Linked DNA regions of Hordeum vulgare: region 1 is linked to region 2. Evidence: chromatin contacts called from public Hi-C data. All regions are on one chromosome and are shown on one strand. Each heading gives the region's core, a stretch centred on a gene start, on an enhancer-like site or on the middle of the called end of the contact. The rest is flanking DNA. Distances are from core to core; before and after follow the strand shown.

Evidence for each region. A called contact is a pair of places that touch in the nucleus more often than the background predicts.
Region 1: a contact with region 2 is called in a Hi-C map of leaf, with 4 times the contacts expected there. The contact joins the promoter of LOC123425485 here to the promoter of LOC123425484 in region 2. A contact is called at or near these places in 4 of 6 Hi-C or Micro-C datasets (leaf and seedling) and 1 of 1 datasets of contacts at active chromatin or transcription factors (embryo).

What each region holds. Positions count from the first base shown.
Region 1 is chr2H:124,087,009-124,089,803 of MorexV3_pseudomolecules_assembly, reverse strand. It overlaps LOC123425485 (queuosine salvage protein-like), which reads left to right and starts at 1,321. Exons shown (of 7, transcript XM_045109185.1): 1 at 1,321-1,543; 2 at 1,987-2,130. The coding sequence starts at 1,474.
Region 2 is chr2H:123,950,071-123,952,770 of MorexV3_pseudomolecules_assembly, reverse strand. LOC123425484 (LOB domain-containing protein 37-like) reads left to right here and starts at 1,411. Exons shown (of 2, transcript XM_045109184.1): 1 at 1,411-1,724; 2 at 1,845-2,579. The coding sequence starts at 1,496. The coding sequence ends at 2,329.

The sequences.
Region 1 (2,795 bases), core at 72-2,571, 140 kb before region 2:
TAGTGGATAACACATACAACACTACAAAAGTCCCATTAATTCTCCGCATTATTAATAAAATAAACACACTCCATCATCTCTCCCACTCGCCAAACTAAATATTACATAAGTTCCAAAATATAAAGGGTATTAGTTTTTTGGGAAATCAAATTTCTTTTACTTTGATCAAGTTCATAGCAAAAAATATTGACATCCACAATATTAAACAACAACAAAAAAAATCATTTGATGATGAATCTATCATACCGATTTGATATTACGGGTTCTGGTATATTTCTCTACAAATTTAACAAACTTGAAGAGCTTGACTTTTCAAAAAAGTCATACACCTTTTATTTTAAAACAAAGTATTTTTTTTCTTAAGAATCTCAACAACGCCAGCGGTGCAGCAAAACGCATCCAACCCTTACACTCCCTCCATTCCGATGGACTACATACAGATGTATGTAGACATATTTTAAAATGTAGATTCACTGATTGTTTCGTATGTAGTTCATAGTAAAATCTTTAAAGGGTCTTATATTTTGGAAGGGAGGGAGTAATATCATTTTTAAATTCCTAAAAAATCCCTCTATTCTAAAGGAGGCATCTACCCGAGAATGGCGTTTTGGAGCTCGGTCTCCATGAAGGCCGAATTAAAAAAAAAAATTCAAAAAATTTAGTTTCAAAAAATCTGAAAAAATATACAACTAAACAAGGGTGTGATCCTTGTGTGTGCAAAATTTCAGGTTGAAATATTTTAAAACGCGACCTGTATAAAATAGACAATTCATGATCTGAAATGATAAATAGTGTCATGCGTTAAAAAATTCCACGTTTGCCTTTTTTGCATACCTCTCATTTCAACGTATTTTGTTCTAAAAATTAACACACTTGTGTATTATACCTTCATCTATCTATGTATCTTTTTCAATTTTTTTAAAATATTAAAATACGAATTTTCATGAAATTTGAAGTTTGAATTTTAAGTCCTTCATGGAGCTCGACCTCCAAAAGCAATTTCCGCATCTATCTTTTTATTTATTTTTTATTTAAAAGAAGGGTGGTGAGGGCAAAGGAAGACGAACGTGGGGGCAATCCAGTCATTTCAGCAGTTCGGGAGGTGGGTCAAACATAGCAGACCACCCGAGCACAGCCGGTTGTTGTGCGCCCCACCCACTGCGCAATTCCTCGTGTTTCTTCCCCGCAAAAAAATAAATAAAATAATAATAAAATCCTCGTGTTTCTGCCAAGCGGGGGTTCTCCGAGGCCCTCGGAGGCGCCCATCGAGAGAGCAGCAAGAAGCCAACCAAACCCCCCCTCCGGAGGAAAAAACGCTAAAACCCGCGTCGCCCTCGCGGTCACGGGCCACACCAACACCACCACTCCGCCCCGCCGTCACGGTTTCCGCCCCCACACCCCTAAATCCTCCCGACTCGCCATTGTCCCGACCTCCCCCGCGTCCCTTATCCTATTCCTGTTCGCCCCGCCGCCATGGAGGCCGTGCGCGCGTCGGCGGCCTGGGTGGCCAGCCGCTCCTCCCACGTCAAGGTTGACATGCTAGGTATCCGTTTCCCGAACGATGCTAGGACTTTTCCGACCAGGGAAGGGAGCACCGTCTTCATTCATAGGGATGTTTTTCTTTTTTCTGGAACGGTGCTAGGATTTCTTAGGCCACGCAGTGTCATCTTCATAGGCTTTGCTTTTCCGGTGGGTTATTAGTCGATTGTATTTCTAAGCAGTATCCGATTGACCCTGCAAGAAACCAGAGTTGATTTTCATGTTGTAGGATTGGACTTCAATGTTCAGGTTCTAGATTCCACTTCACTTACATGTTGTTTTGGTCAGCTTTCATCATTTTCTTATAAAAGAACGACTTGATGGAATACATATTTTTGCTTTGCTTTTATATGTTTATGCCAATGTTCATCCTTCCATTGTTTTGTGACCAATGTCCCAAGTGAAACTCTAAGTTTTGTTCCTCTTACCCGTTTGTTCGTTTCACAGAGATTGAGAAGGCCGTGGACAAAATTCAGGGGAATGTTCCAAAAGTCGAGTGGGATTTCGAAGGAATCCATTACTTTGACAATGGACCGCTCACTGTGCAGTACCTCTTCGTCTTGGATGCGCTGAACTTTTGCTTCTGGCCAGGTATTAGTTCAGCCAGGAACGTACTTGGTGTTCTGAACATGTAGAAATTACTAGAGTGATGTATTGTCCTTATCTTATGAGTGGTACTTTTTCTTAAGGAATTCTGAAAGGTATTAGCATTGGCAGACATCAGGCGTTGCGATTCTACATTTGCATTTCTTTTGCTCCTGTATAAAATATGCGTGTGTTGTTGCTCCTGTACAGCATAGCACGTGGTTAGGGGAGAGGAGGGGCGGTTTATTTTTCTTTGTCTACTTGTTGACAATGATATTAAGACATTCGGTCGTGCAGTATTCTTCTTCTCATGACTTCAGGTTTTGTAGATTTTCACAGTGCAGAAATCAACTTCGTATTTTCTGAAAACAAGCACTAGTGCTTACACCACAAGGAACTTATGGATATTTCTAATCTAGTATATTTTTCTGTTAGTAGCTATATATGAGTCAACAACCTTCTATGTTGGTTTCTATGCTGCCAACAAGTGGCTAGGGCAGAGGAGGGGCGATTTATTTCTCTCTTTATGTACTTGACAATTGTTTGGGGTATTAAGACGTTCAGTCGTGCAGTATTCTTCTTCTCGTCACTTTAGGCCTTTTAGATTTTCAGAGCGCAGAAATCAACTTAGCATTGTCTGAAAACAATACACTAGTGCTTATACTACACCA
Region 2 (2,700 bases), core at 162-2,661:
AGCAGTATTAAACAAGCTCTAATATTTATCCTTTTAAAAAAAAAAATCCTACCATAGCATGGACTTGGAGAAGACCGCCTCCGCTCTATTATTGAAGCTTGCTCTACGACGAGCACTCGTGAGTCCGAAGAGAATTGTAATGATATGCTAGCCTCCTCTACTGAAGATGCTCTGGGACGAGGTCTCACGAGTCACGAGACTAGTGACAATCACGGCTGATCCATGCCAATTCCCGTACACGTTGACATGCTGGTCTAGAATTGAATTAACTGTTGGCGGATCGACGCACTCGGTTTCCTCCAGCAGAAAAGCAAAAAATAAATATTCGGCCAGGATAAGATTTTGGTGTGAAGCGGCTAAACGCCAACGCTACCGGCGATGGAAGCCGCGTCCCGCAGCTGGTGGATGGCGACCCGACCCGATTCCGATTGCGTTGCCGTCTTGCCGATACGAGGGGAAACCGGAACGCTTGCGAGGAAGGCACGAACCGGCGCGGCACGGCCAAGTGCGACCGAAACAGAAAGCCAAGATGCCTTGGGCAACTTGCACCACTGCGTGAGCCACTGCACTCTGTACTGCTGACATGCGGCGCGGTGCGGTGCGGCGACGAGAAAAGGCTTGCACCAGCCGAAAAAGGCGGAAGGCATCCTAGGTTCACTGTTGCTGGACCTCCCGAGAATTTGTGCGAGCCGCGGAAAATATGCGACGACGGGCCATAGGCAGGCAATTATTTTATTTTATTCTTGGTTAGCTTTCGCAAGGTATCCCGTCACGATTTTACGAGATAGTATATATATATATATATATATATATATATATATATATATATATATATATATATATATATATATATATAAACCGGAAGCGAATGAGGCCTTTGGCTTTCCGGCTGCTCGATCCAATGGCGTTGATGCTGTACTGCCAGCAGCGAGTGATTCGGCGCACCAAAAGCGGTGGAGGGTCCATGCGCCGGATGCATGGAGCGATTTGTTTTAGCGAGGAAAGTTTGTGTGCATGGAGCACTGGCCGAGGGACACAAGGCTCCAAAACGCAGGACGTACGTGGGCAGCCCAAGGTGCGGATCCACGCACACCGCAAAAGCGCGGAAAAAGAGTGGCGGAAAAACACAGGAAAGCGAGGCGGCAGCCCGGACGGGGCGAACGCGAGGCGCACCACCCGAGCCGGCGGCCCCCACCCGCTGTCCGTGTCCAGTCCTCGATCCGACGGCCCGCGCTCGCACCGACCGGCCGCGGAGACACGGAGCCGCCCCCGCACCCCTGGAGCCTGGAACCTCTTCCGCTTTACCTCAGCACGCGCGCGCGCGCGAGAGAGAGTTAACCCGCCCACTCCCCACGGTCACCCGACCCGGCCCCACCCTGGTTACCTCCCCCCTCCTCGGCTGGGCGCGGCGCTGCCTGTGTCTGTGCTTATATACCCCGCCCCTCCGTGGCCGTGGGCGAGGTCGGGTTCTTGATCGGGGTTGGTTGGCTCTTGTATGAGAGGGAGTGAGCGGGCGGCGGTGTCAACGTCGACGTCGGGGATGAGCTGCAACGGCTGCCGCGTGCTGCGCAAGGGGTGCAACGACGCCTGCATGCTGCGCCCGTGCCTGCTCTGGATCGAGGGCGCCGACGCCCAGGGCCACGCCACCATCTTCGCCGCCAAGTTCTTCGGCCGCGCCGGGCTCATGTCCTTCCTCACCGCTGTCCCCGAGTCGCAGCGCCCAGGTACGCACGCACGGACGGACTGGGGATCGATGCTCTTCTTCTTCTTCTTCTTCTTCTTGGTACGACGATTCATATGTTGCCTTTGGCTGATGTTTGTATGGTGTTTGTTGCGGATTGCAGCCGTGTTCCAGTCGCTGCTGTACGAGGCGGCGGGGCGGACGATCAACCCGGTGGGCGGCGCGGTGGGGCTGCTCTGGGCGGGGAGCTGGCACCTCTGCGAGGCTGCGGTCCAGACCGTGCTCCGGGGCGGCGCCATACGCCCGCTGCCGGAGCTCGCGGGCGGCGTCCCAGAAGGCGGTGTCGGTGGCAGCGATCTCTTCGCCTCCTCTTCCAGGCGCGCCGTGGTGGGGTGCTCCACGTACTCGATGGCAAAGCGGGTGACGCCGAGGAAGACCTGGGCGCCGGAGGCCGCGTCCCACCACCAGGAGCCCTCCTGCGATCTCGGGCTTTTCCTCACCCCCGGATCGGCCGCAGCGGCGGAGGGGGAAAGGCGGGCGAGGCGGGCCGGCACGCCGTCGATGAGCTCCGACGGTTCCGTGACCACGACCGCTGGCGCAGGCGCCGACGGCGACAAGGAGCCGGAGCTGCTGAATCTTTTTGTTTAATGAAGCTAGTTAATTTGCGCCTTCATTTATATCCTAGTACCGCGCGATCGATCGATGTGCTGCTCGCTCGCTGGCGCTGGAACCAGCTGAACTTTTTGGTAGCCTCTCGTCCCACCGGCGACGCGTCCTTTGATTCTTTTTTGGGCGTGCATGAACCGCCGGCTTGGTGTGACACGGAGATGACTAGATGAGACCGCCCCGGCCGGCTTTGTTTCTTGTCTACTCCGATAATAGTACCGCTGCTTTCTTAGCACTAGTAGTACTACAAAGATCGTTAAATAAGAGCACACTAAAGCTCTCCCTCTCTCTCTGATCTTATCTGAAGCGTGATTAGCGTTTGCCCAGCGATTGCGTGTGCTAATACGCCATTG